Linked DNA regions of Sus scrofa: region 1 is linked to region 2. The links are chromatin contacts, called in public Hi-C maps. All regions are on one chromosome and are shown on one strand. Each heading gives the region's core, a stretch centred on a gene start, on an enhancer-like site or on the middle of the called end of the contact. The rest is flanking DNA. Distances are from core to core; before and after follow the strand shown.

Region 1 (6,242 bases), core at 210-2,709, 140 kb after region 2:
AACCCCTAGCCTGGGAACCTCCATGTGCCCATATGCTGTGGGTTTGGCTCTAAAAAGACAAAAAAAAAAAAGGAAAGGGGAGAGGTTGGGGAGAGGTTGGAGGGGGCTCAGAGCAGAAGGCCTATCAGGAGTCACCCAGAATCCACAGGTGCAGATGTTTCAAGAAGGAAGGGACAGCCCACAGTGTGGATGTCCCAAAACCTGAGAAAAGGTGACTGCCTTCACTCATCAGTGACTTCCCAGTTTCAGCGGGGTGGTGAAGACGAAGGGTGGGGAAGCTGGGCGGCAGAGGGCTGGGGATGCGACCACAGAGTGGCAGTCCTGGGGAGGCTGAGCCTGGAGAAAGAAGCAGGGTCCTGTTTCTCAAAGTGTGGTCCCTGGCATCACGGGGCGATGGTTCGAAATACTGAGTCTGGGGCTCACCTTAGGCCTACTGAGTGAAAAATCTGCATTTTAACAAGATCCCCAGGGGATTCTATGGGCATAAAAGTCTGAAAATTAGGGGAGCAGAGGTGTGGCTTGATCCCTAGAGATCAGGAGAGGTGGCTTTCCATAAGGGGATATCCCTAGTGAGTTTGAAAAGGTGGAGAGGGGCAGAGGCTGGGGCTGAGGAAGCGAGACTGAGGGCGGTTGTGAGCTTGTGGCTGGGCCAGGGTAGGGCGCTCCGCGGGACCCAGCGCTAAGGGAGTGCAGTCACTAGATGGTACTTCTGCTGAAAGCTCTGTGTTCTTCAAGGAGAGGAGAGAGAGAGAGAGAGAGAGAGAGAGTGTGTGTGTGTGTGTGTGTGTGTGTGTTGGGATGTGTGAGAGTGAGGTGTGGGGTAGAGTTTGTATGTGTCTTTTGTCAGTTTGTGTGTCCTTTATATTACAAAGGTCAACTAATGGAAATTTCACGCCGTTCATCCCAATATGCGCATGTCCAAAGGTGAGCTTCAAGTGTAGGTAGGGGATCGCAGGGTATCAGGGCTCCGGGAACCGTCCTAAGGATGAATAGTCAGCCTTCCAGAACTCAGGGAGTAAGTCCACAGCCCAAATTAAGCGTCGCGATGTCCCTGTGCGCCCGCAGACTGTCATTACACACCATTGCCACGAGAGGGCGACGCCGGCCCGGCCACGCGGTGTGAGAGTCTGGTGACTCCCTGGCGTGTCCTGCCCGCCTGCAGGCAGGGCCGACGTCCTCCAACCAAGTAAAGCGATCCGCGTGAGGGGTTGGTGGGAACTCACCCCGGGTGGTGGGCCTGGGGGTCTCGTGCCCCGGCTTACACCCCTCAGCTCTGGCCATCCCCAGCCCAGCCAAGGCGCGCGCCGTAGCCACCCCACCCCGCTTCACGCGCCCCCTCTTCGGGATCTCGTTACTCCAAATCTCTACCGGGAAAAACCAGCGCGCGGGTCGGGGGGCCGGAGTGGGGGTCAGGGGCCCAGGCTTTGGAGGAGTGGGGGTTTTATTGGGGACAAAGATGGGGGGGAGGGGAGTCTCAGGGATCCTCAGGCGGGACGCATGGACGGAGATCCCAGCGTGTCCCGGGCAGGGTGCCGGGCGATTGGACGCCGGGATGGGATGGGCACCGACCTTGCCTTGATATGGGCTCACAACACGTGGGTTCAGTGCCAGACTCACAAACTGGCCTCGGGCCGATTTCAGTAGGGCTTTCGCTCCCACCGCAACGATCCTCCGTTTGTCTTCCCAATAGGGAGAAAACTCTTGCTTCCCTCACTACCTTACCGGTGGTTTCTGCTCCGACCGAGAAACCCCAGGGGAGGTACCAATGTTGGCAGACTTGAAGTGTGGTGGGGCAGGTCAAGAGATCCAGGGCACAGTCCAGGGTGCACAGTTCAGGGTGGGTTGAGGCCAGTGCTGTGGGTGCAGATTAAAGGGACCTGGGGAGCCAGTGACGGATTTTAAGGCAGAGAATGGCCAGATCGAAGTCCGGCTCTTGGAAGAGGGAATGGATCTGAATGGGGTGGGGGTGCGGGGAGCCCCAGCCAGAAAGCACAGGATGGGACAAAGGGAATTGAAGGAGAAGCTGCAGGTAACAGTTAGGACATACTTAAGAAAATACCAACAACCAGTAGTTTTTTCCTAGAAAATTTAGACAAATAACTGAAAACTGGATAAGCAAAACCCTACCTAGTCTACTAATATAGCTCCTGTTTGCATTTGGTCTGTCTCCTTCCAGGCTCTTTTTATACATTTAAAAACCATGGCTGTGGGAGTTCCCGTTGTGGCTCAGCAGTAAAGAACCCGACTAGTATCCATGAAGATGCTGGTTTGATCCCTGGCCTTGCTTGGTGGGTTAAGGATTTGAAGTTGCTGTCAGCTGTGGTGTAGGTCACAGCTCAGCTCGGATCTGGTATTGCTGTGGCTGTGGCGAAGGCCAGTAACTGCAGCTCCGATTTGACCCCGAGCCTGGGAACCTCCATATGCCTAGGGTGCGGCTCTAAAAAGACAAAATAAATAAACTGTGGTACACATTTTTGTGCTCAGGTTTCTAAATTGAGTTTGTTTCAGTTAAGTACCCAGAAACTGAATTTCTGTGTTAAAGCACATAAGAAATTTTAATACTCTGGAGTCCTTAGAAGCTGCTTTTGGAAATATACACTCTCATCAACCATGAATGAGTGTCTATTTGCCAGCACTCCTTTTTTTTGGGGGGGGGGCTTTGCCTGGGGCCTGTGGAAGTTTCCGGGCCAGGGACTCAACCCATGCCACAGGGACCAGAGCCACAGCAGTTACAGTGCCCGATCCTTAACCTGCTGAGCCACCAGGAAACTCCCATTTGCCATCACTCTTGCCAGCTGTGAGTTTTATCTTTTTTTTTTTTAAGTTTTGAAATCTTACTAGGTGAAACATGGTATCCTGTTTTGTCTTTCTTGGTTACCAGTGATGCTAACTATTTGTTCTGATTTTGTTTTTCCTCTTTTGGAGTTGTCTGTTCATGTCCATTTATCTTTGGGGGAATTCTACTGTTTTACTTAGACATGTGTATATTCATTTTACATATAAAAGATATTAACCCTTTATAATAACTGTCACATGGATTATTTTATTATAATTATTTTTTTCTTTTCACAGCCGCATCCAAGGCAAATGGAAGTTCCCAGGGTAGGGGTTGAACCGGAGCTGCACCTGCTGCCCTACGCCACATGCACAGCCACATCAGATCGAACCTGCATCCTCATGGATACTGGTCAGGGTCTTAACCCACTAAGCAACAATGAGAACTCCTGGATTATTATTATTTTTTTATTCTGTTGACTCTTTCATTTAAAAAATAGTTACTGGGAAATGCAAAACAGAACACCAGTGAGATGCCGCCTCACACTTATCAAAACCCCGAGAGTAACAAGTCTGAGTGACGATGTGGAGAAACTGGAATCCTTGTGTGTTATCGATGGGAATACAAAAGCATAGAGCTGCCGTGGAGACAGCGTGGCAGTTCCTAAAAGAAATGTTACGATGGAAAATTTTACATTATGTGTATTTTACTACAACTTTCAAAACCTTAGCGAAGCAGCCAAATGTAACACTAAAAAAAGTTGTTGGGTTTTGTTCCGTGTAGAATATTTCTGTGCGCTGGGCATGGAGTTTACAAAAACAAGATGTCAAAGTGCCCATGGACCTCGAGGATGGACGTAGAAGCCACTTGCCCCCAACACGAGTTCATTTCCGCTTCGATAGGGGGTTGAGCAGCCGGGGGGCAGAGAGACGTCAGGGGTAACAGCCGAGCCGGAGAGGATGAGGGCTGGGGTGGAGGACGGAGAGTTCTGCACGGAACTGAATCTAGAACAAACTAGGAAGTAGCCTGGCGGAGGGAGGGGGTCCGAGTCGTGATTTCAGCTCTGCTTTCATGACGCTCACACACGCTTAATGCTTCCGTGGGCAAGGCTGTTGTTGACTTTTCTCTGTCATTTCTTCCAGGGCTTTTATGCTCGTAAAGAGCTCTTCCCTCAAGAGGTCTGATGGGTCTCTTTCTTCCTGGTTTTCTATGCTTCAGTCTATTTTCACATTTAACTCTTTGATCTGCCCTGAAATGATGTGGGCAATTGGAGGGGGGGTAGGGAGCCCTAGTGGAAGCACGAAGAGGCAGTCGGAGAGGTTGGGTGGCTGCAGGGACCCCTGTCTTCATTCTGCTGTCATCCTTGCTGGCATGGTGTCCCCGGAGCTCAGCCCCTCTCCTCCCGGTGGTTGTTTCAGGGTATGGCTGGGGTGGGTGTGTGACTGAAGCCCTGCTCACTGGTGGCGATGATGCAGTAAGACCACACGGGCCTGAGGGATGGAGAGCAGACTGGTGGCAGGACTTCCAGCACAGGCATTCAACGGGATGGGATGGATGGATGTGCCGTCTCTCCCCACCCATCTCCGGATACCCGGGCCGTCACTCTCTTTCTGCTCCCACCCTCCTCCTCCTTATAAATAATTTTATAAATAATTTTATTTGGGAGTTCCCATCATGGCACAGTGGGACTGAATCCGACTAGAAACCATGAGATTGCGGGTTGGATCCCTGGCCTTGCTCAGTGGGTTAAGGATCCAGCATTGTGGGCTGTGGTGTGTGTCACAGATGCGGCTCAGATGCCGTGTTGCTGTGGCTGTGGTGTAGGCTGGCATCTGAAGCTCCAATTAGACCCCTAGCCTGGGAACCTCCATATGTTGCAAGCGCGGCCCTAAAAAGATGAAAAAAAAATTTTATTTATCTGTTTGTTTGCTTGTTTGGGGCTGCATTCCTGAGGGACCCTCAGCTCCTAGAGGATGCGTGCTTGGTCTGCCTGCCTCCCTGTTGTAGACTCACTGCTGAGAACAGGGCCTGGCACAGAGTAGGTGTTCAGGAAACAGTAGGTGAATGGAGGAAAGGAAAGAATGGTCTTATTTTCTTTCTTTCTTTTTTTTTTTTTTTGTCTTTTTGTTGTTGTTGCTATTTCTTGGGCCGCTCCGGCGGCATATGGAGGTTCCCAGGCTAGGGGTTGAATCAGAGCTGTAGCCACCGGCCTACGCCAGAGCCACAGCAACGCTGGATCCGAGCCGAGTCTGCAACCTACACCACAGCTCACGGCAACGCCGGATCGTTAACCCACTGAGCAAGGGCAGGGATCGAACCCGCAACCTCATGGTTCCTAGTCGGATTCGTTAACCACTGCGCCACGACGGGAACTCTCTTATTTTCTTTTTTGTCCTTTTGCCTTTTCTTGAGCTGCTTCCATGGCATATGGAGGTTCCCAGGCTAGGGGTCTAATCGGAGCTGTAGCCACTGGCCTATGCCACAGCCACAGCAACGCGGGATCCAAGCCACGTCTGTGACCTACACCACAGCTCATGGCAACTCGGGATCCTTAACCCACTGAGCAAGGCCAGGGATGGAACCCGAAACGTCATGGTTCCCAGTTGAATACGTTAACCACTGCACCACGACGGGAACTCTGGAATGGCCTCTTCTTGTTGCACCTGCAGAGGTGTGGGAAGGTAGGAAGCAAGGAGGAGATGCTATTCTGAGCTTCTGCTCCAAAGCCCGTGGACAGGTTTCCAGATGGAGGGGGCACTGAGAATCTGGAGCCCCCACTGTGGGGCCTACCTGTTGCATCTGGTTTTCAAGTCTGCGTTTCATCGGGGAGAGGGAGGCTGAGGGGCTGGGGTCTTCCTCCCACAGATGCTTTGTAGCTGAAGGGGGTGGGGGGCAAGGGTCAGAGACAAGGGTAGACGCTGGGCCTGTGTTTGGGCCCCAAGGTTCCGGGCTGGGGGAGGCGGGCCTGAGCCATGGAGGCGGCTGCTCCTGGTGTCGGTTCCTGTCTCAGGGGCTCAGAGACATTCATTACAGCCAAGAGGAGAAGTAATTAAGCCAGAGAGCAGCCGGGGTGGCGGGGAGAAAGGCCTGATTTTCTCAGAAGCCTCCTGGGGTAATTAATCAGGGCAGAGACAGCTCTGCCCAGTCTGGGACTCTCTGTAATAGACACAAGGCTTCCTGGCCTTGGTCACCTCATCTGTGCTGACCACCAGAGGAGCAGGGCACACAGGGACCCAAGAAATGTGCTGGCCTCTGGCTCTATGAGGCAGCCTGAGACAGGAAAGAGCTCAGGCCTGAGCTTCAGCCCTGGCAGTGCCATTTATCTGCTGTGGGTCATGGGGCACGTTTCTTAACCACTCGGAGCCTCAGTTGTCTTAGGTGGGATGGAGCTGATGACATGGACCTCACAGGATTGCTCGGGGATTAAATGTAAAATGCTTAGCAGTGCACCTCTCCTGCAGCAAAC
Region 2 (6,732 bases), core at 65-2,564:
AATTATGTGGATTTATGGTAATTGACATAGAAAGATGTTACATGAAAAAAATATTAGGCTATAAATAGCATCTGGAGTATAATTTCCTTCTCCAAAAGAAAAAATACTCATGTATGGCTCTATATTTACGGCTATATATTCAGAGGAAAAAACTGCATTAGAATATAACTGTGGGAGTTCCTGCCGTGGCTCAGTGGTTGACGAATCCGACTGGGAACCATGGGTTTCAGGTTCGATCCCTGGCCTTGCTCAGCGGTTTGGGGATCCGGCGTTGCTGTGAGCTGTGGTGTAGGCTGCAGACACAGCTCGGATCCTGCATTGCTGTGGCTCTGGTGTTGGCTGGTGGCTACAGCTCCGATTAGACCCCTAGCCTGGGAGCCTCCATATGCCGTGGGAGCGGCCCTACAGAGGGCAAAAAGACAAAAAAAAAAAAAAAAAAAAAAGAATATAACTGTGTGCCTATGAAATTCATGTAATATGTTAACATGATGTTAATTCTGAAAAGACACACAAACCACTCAGTGTGCCTCCTCTCTGTTTTGGGGGGTGGGGGCAGAATGGGCCGTGGGAAGGGACTGTCTAGTCTCAGGTCAGGAGGGAGGCGATGGACCCAGGCGCTCTCCCCTCCCCCCTCCTCCCTCTCCCTGCTCTTCGGCCCCCACCTGGTGCTCCCTACCCTGTTCAGCTGACCAGGCCAGCTGGTTGCTCACAGTCTCCACAATCATGTTGGCAGCGTCTTCGTCCTGGAACAGGGCTTGGATCTGCTGCAGGTCGCCGGAGAACAGGGCATTGTGCACAGCCGGGTCCCGGCAGGAGCGGCGCGGCCTGGTGAGTCGGGCCCGCGAACTCGAGGGGCACCTTTGGCTCCGGCACCGCTGGGCTGCCGCCCGCCGCCGGTCCTCCCATTCCAGCCACTCCCGCTGCAGGCGGAGAGAGCGCAGGGTGGAGGAGGTGAAGGGGAAGGTCTCCTCCGCCATGGGCCGCGATCCGGGGGTCTGGGCAGCCGCCGCCCAGCAGAGCCAGCCTCCCTCGGGTGCGACTGCCACCCTCGCTCTGAGAGGCCACCCTGCCCCCTCACCCGTGACCCAGAGAGAAGCAGCTGAGGCTATAAATAGGCCCTTCGCAGCTCTGATAAACATGGTTTGCCCAGAGTCATCATCTTTTTGTGGAGAAGGTGTTGGGCCAACCCCCAGCCCGGGGAGAGGGCCAGCCCCTGCGGATACCCTCCGAATGGGGAGCCAGCCCTCGGCTGAGCCCCAGGCCTGCATCCTCCCGCGTCTCTGGAGTGAGCATCTTGGGGTGGCAAGGTCCCGTCCGAGGTGAGTGAAACAGTCAAGCAGGGAATGGACAGGACAGGGGGGGAGTGTCAGAATCCCCAGACCTCTCTGATGCTGGCTGGAGGGAGGACCCCAGTCCAGGAAATAAGGGCAGGTCACGTCAGGGTTCAGACACCTGCAGTAGCAGGAATAACTCTGCACCTATAGGCACAAGATTTTACAATATTTAAATCACTTTTTCTTTCCTGTCTCTTTAGGACCGCACCCTCGGCATATGGAGGTTCCCAGGCTAGGAGTCAAATCGGAGCTGTAGCCACTGGCCTATGCCACAGCCACAGCAGTGTGGGATCCAAGCCGTGTCTGCGACCTATACCACAGCTCATGGCAACACCAGATCCTTAACCCACTGAGCGAGGCCAGGGATCGAACCTGCGTCCTCATGGATCCTAGTCAGATTCATTTCTGTTGAGCTAATGGGAACGCCTTAAATCACTTTCATATCCATGTTTACTCAGGTGACCCTGCTTCCTGGCTCACCCACGTAAACAGCAAACTTGGTTTTGACAAGAAATTATACGATCAGGCTAATCATCAGTTTGGCTCCTCTGAGATGGGCAGGCAAGGTGAACTCACTGGCTCGAGGTCACAGCTTGTGGACCGGGAGCCAGGCTAGGACCCCAGTGGGCCTGACTTCATAGATGGTGCACCTCAGTGAGAGCCTCTCCCCACCTTCTAAGCAGGACAGCCCAGCCCCCAAAACTGCCTTCAGTGCATCTTGTTTTGGTCCCCCCACCCCACCCCCGAGCTCCTAAAGAGGGTTTAGGTGCCTGAGGAAGACCCACTGCTTTCCCTTTAAACTTTAGGAACCGTCTGTCACAAACCCACTCACTCTCTGGAGAAAGTTGCTATGCTTCCAGAAGCCTCTAGGGGGAGGAATGAGGCCGTGAAACAGCACTAGCTGGTGTTACTGCCGAGCAGTGGAGGGGAGGGCGGGAGGCCCCTCAGCCCCTCAGGGTGGGTCTGCCCACACCCCTCTGGGCGCCTCTGCCCACTGCGCTTCCTCCACTGCCTGGCCCTGCAGGGCCCCGGCTCAGGAGTCCCCGACCCCATCCTTTCCCTGGTACCCTCACAAGGCTCCCATTGGCACACGTGCAGGCACCGACTCAAGGTCTTTAACCTGGAGCAGCCCAGCCTCCTACCCGGTGTTCCTTCCTCGGGCCACAACCCCTGGGCTCCACTGCCCCAAAGGCAGGATCCGAAACAGCTCACTCCCCAGCTCCAAACCCCTGAGCCCTGCGCTCTCCCTCCAACTCCAATGCCCCAGCTTGGCCTCATGTAAGGCAGCGTCCCCGTCACGGTTCCCTGCCATTCCCTCTGCTTGGAACTCCCTTCTGACTCATTCCTCAAAGTCCACCTCAAAGGTCACCTGCTCTGGGAGCCGTCCCTACAGCAGCTCAGATTCCCCCACCCCTGTGGTTCTAGCCGCTCTCCAGTCCCTGCTCTTGAAGGACTTCTCCTGCAGGTTGTCGAGCCCCTGTCCCCAGGACCGTGGATAACAGCCTGCCGCGCTGGATGTGGGCTCCAGGGCAGGACCTGAATCGATTCAGCTGGGGTTCTGGTACCCAGTCGGGCCTATCACGCAGCAGCTCTTGATGTGGTGTTTGGGAGCCCTTGGCTTGTGGGGGGCCGGCCTCCTGTGTAGCATGTTGACTGAGGGCCCCTGTTCCCCGCCAGGGCCACCACTCATCTGCCTGCCCGAGTGGGTGCAGCAGCCCTGGCTGTTTCCGGTTCTGCCGTTACCCTGCGGTTCACCCACTCCGGCCCCAGCGTCTTGGTGGTGTTCCAGGGTGGGGGATCCCAGAGGAGTGAGATCATGCCCAGCCAGGCCTTGGAGAGCCTCGGAGAAAGGCGCCTCTATAAACGCAGCTGTGATTAACCCTGTTGGCACCTATTCGATGGTTTAACTACCCCACCAACGGCCGGGCTGAGCACCCACAGCTGGGTTCCCAGGGTTGGGCGATGGCAAGGCTGGGTGGGCGTCCCCTTGCCCTTAGGCACACAGGAGCCTTGGCGAGTGGGGCCCGCGGCTGTGCTGACCTCCCAGCCTCTCTGCAGCCTTGTCACAAGCCTGAAGGTGCTCTGACTGCAGCTCGGTCCTCAGATCCCGTAGGTTCTGTCTCCTGTCCTTAGCTTTAATTTCCTAAGGGCAGAAAAACTGTCCTCAGCATTAACTTCCTGAGGCCTTTCCTTCAACCCACATGGAGCCCAGTTTCACTGGCAGGAACAGTGCCAGGCGACTGGCTCCCCAGCCTGCCTTCTGGGAGCTCAGAACCTGTGGCGTGATGAGTATGCAAGGAACCAGGACGTGTGTCGGGATCGTGAGCGGCAGAGACCAGGGCTCGGCGGGGTGGGGGTGGGGGTGAGTGGGGAAGGGCCCGCAGGCCAGCGGCGCCGGTGGCTTAGGTGCAGGAAGAGCACCGAGTAGGTGGGCTCCAGCCTGGGGGCAGAGCTGGGGAGTCAGCCACCAGGGGACGGGGGTGGGGGTAGAGAAAGAAGCTGTGCAAGGTGCACTTAGGAAGGACGAGAGAATGGGAGGGCGACATAAGAAGACCCTTTACACCCCACCACGGCCCTTGTCCAACTCTTGCCTAAAAGGGGGTTCAGAGAAACTACGGTGGTGAAGAGTTGCATGGCCACAAAATAAAGTAGTACTGGATTATAACCCGAAGCATAAAATACATACCCATGAGTCCACACTGATAGAAATGAGTGACTGAATAAAAAATAAGGGTGACCAGAGGAATCACCCATGCACAAGAATTCCCACGCAGATATTCTGCCCTTAAGAAGGGGGAACAGGAGTTCCCGTCGTGGCGCAGTGGTTAACGAATCCGACTAGGAACCATGAGGTTGCGGGTTCGGTCCCTGCCCTTGCTCAGTGGGTTAAGGATCCGGCGTTGCCGTGAGCTGGGGTGTAGGTCGCAGACGCGGCTTGGATCCCGCGTTGCTGTGGCTCTGGCGTAGGCCAGTGGCTACAGCTCCGATTCGAGCCCTAGCCTGGGAACTTCCACATGCTGCGGGAGCGGCCCTAGAAATGGCAAAAAGACAAAAAAAAAAAAAAAGAAGGGGGAACAGAACTCCTCTTTCCTTAAGTGCGGGCAGCACAGAGTGACTTCCTTCCACAGGGTGACCTGACCGAGGAGAAACCTGGCAAAGCTGACCAACCCTACCTCAGCCGGGTGTCAAGGTCAACTGCAACCCTTCATTCGATGCGATGAAAACATCACCTTACCTCTGTGGTCTTCCTCCCAAACACACAAACCCAGTCTAATCCTGAAAACCTAGCAGACAACTTCCAATGGAGGGGCAGCCAGACCTGTGCTCGTCCAAGCTGTCAAGGTTATTAAAAAATAAAGTCTGAGAAACTACCACAGCCAAGAGGAGCCTAGAGAGACAATGACTAAAAGTAACATGGGATCCTGGAAGAAAAAAAGGATGTCAGTGAGAAATGGAGTGAATGTGAATAAGGTATACAGTTCAGTTAATAAGCCTGGTTCTTTAGTTGTGATAAATCTACCATATATATAATGAAAGATGGCAGGAGTTCCCACTGTGGCGCAATGGATTCGGGATCCAGCGCCACAGCTGTGGCTCAGATTTGATTCCTGTCCTGGAAACTACCATATGCTGCAGGTGTGGAAGAAGAAAAGAAGGGAAAAAAAAAAAAAAAAAAAAAGAAAGAAAAAAGAGAAAAAAAATTTTAAAAAAGGAAGAAAGAAAGATGGCAGCAGTAGGGGAAAGGGTGTGGGGGATGTGAGAACTCCTTGTAATAGCTTTGCAGTAATTCTATAAACCTGAAGCTGTCCAAAAGAAAAAGTTTAGGAGTTCCCTGGTGTCTCAATGGGTTAAGGATCTAGTGTTGTCATTGCTGTGGCTCTGGTTACTGCTGTTCAGTCCCTGGCCTGGAATTTCCGCATGCTACCAGCATAGCCAAAAGGGAAAAAAAAAAAAAAAAAAAAGTTTACAAAAAAGAGAGAGAGAAAGAAAACGAGTAGTTTGGCTCTGCCTGGGCCAAAGCACCACTGACAGGGCAGACAGGACCAGGAGCAGCAAGGATGAAAAGGAGAGGGGAGCAGGCGGCTGCTTTATTTCAGAATTAGGCCCCCCAGCCTCACCCCTGCCCCCGCACCTGGGAGCCCTGGGCACAGGGGAGCTGGGCAGCTAAGGCCTCAAGAGACAGAGCAGAGTGAAGTCTGAGTGTTCCTTCCCTGTCCAGATGGGCAAGTGGCCACTGCCAAGATGTGGCTCCTCTTGGCTCCAAAGCTGTCCAACGACTGGGGAGTAAAGGGACCAGGCCCAACATCCTCTAAAGTCAAGCTGAGGCGGGTGAGTACACACCTGCCCTGTTGGCAGGAGGAGAAGGAATATGCACCCAGGGCTTGGAGGACAGTAGGCCGGAGCCGATCCCGGGCAGAGTTCTGGTTTGCCAAAGGAAGACCCAAGGTGATGGCAGTGCAGAATCCGAGGGATGAGGGCGTCCTCGGGGAAGTGTTGGGTGGGTTTGGGGGGACCACAGAAGCGCGGGGACACTGTCCTCCAGCTGTGCTGGTCTTCCTCTCTCTCTGGGGTGTGATCCGACACAACCAGAGCTTTGCCTGGAGCTGAGAGGCTGCCGGCTCACGGTGGGTGCCCTGCCTTGGGGCAGTCCCAACTGCTGGTCCCACAGAAGAGGTCCTCAGGGAGCTCGCTCAGGAGCCCATCCAGGTCATCTGCAGGGGGCAGGGAGAGGGTGGGGAGACAGTGAGAACACCAGGGCTCCACGTGACTCGGCGCCAAAGCTCCCGCCCTTCAGGAGGGCCTGGACCCCGCTGCAGAGTCAGGGAGGTGGCTCCTCCTGGGCAGAGGTGCCTAAGCCAATAGGCCTGAGGCTGGCATCTTCCCTCTGTGTCCCACAAACTCGCACACAACAAAAGGCAAAGCAAAATGCCTGTATTCTGCTAAGAAAGAGGCTCCCTCGGAGTTCCTGTTGTGGCTCAGAGGTAACAAACCTAACTTGTATCCATGAGGACACAGGTTCGATCCCTGGCCCTGCTCAGTGGGTTAAGGATCTAGTGTTGTCATGAGTGGTGGCGTAGGTCACAGATGAAGCTCCGACGCGGTGTTGCTGTAGCTATGGAGAAGGCCAGCAGCTGCAGCTCTTATTCGACCGCTAGCCTGGGAACTTGCATATGCTGCAGGTGCAGCCCTAAAAAAAGAAAAAAAGAAAAAAGGCTCCCCATGGGCTGCCAGGTCTCCTCTTTTTCCATCGAGAGGCACAGTACCTGAGCAGAAAGGCTTCAGAGTCTCCTAGTACAACCTTCTCATTGGACAGAGGGAGACACGAGGCCGGGGAAAACCACCGGAAGTATTCCGAACCACAGTTCACTAATCTGGTCCCTCACCTGAAGAGCAGGAG

Evidence for each region. Hi-C and Micro-C count contacts between places; a contact is called where the count stands out from the background.
Region 1: a Hi-C map of heart right ventricle shows a contact between it and region 2, with 6 times the contacts expected there. The contact joins the enhancer-like site here to the promoter of ASB16 in region 2. A contact is called at or near these places in 3 of 47 Hi-C or Micro-C datasets (embryonic fibroblasts, heart right ventricle and skeletal muscle) and 1 of 2 datasets of contacts at active chromatin or transcription factors (skeletal muscle).

Annotation. Positions count from the first base shown.
Region 1 is chr12:19,181,827-19,188,068 of Sscrofa11.1, forward strand. No RefSeq gene overlaps it. Among named protein-coding and RNA genes, the nearest start is that of NAGS, 11 kb to the left of the region's middle. Within about 2 kb of position 1,460, at least 13 of the 83 cell types and tissues checked have an H3K27ac peak or open chromatin away from gene starts, as enhancers often do. A contact at or near this core is called in embryonic fibroblasts, where this site is marked.
Region 2 is chr12:19,039,167-19,045,898 of Sscrofa11.1, forward strand. It overlaps ASB16 (ankyrin repeat and SOCS box protein 16), which reads right to left and starts at 1,315. Exons shown (of 5, transcript XM_021066898.1): 1 at 677-1,315. The coding sequence starts at 1,268. C12H17orf53 reads right to left here. Exons shown (of 11, transcript XM_021066897.1): 11 at 5,403-6,046. The coding sequence ends at 5,955.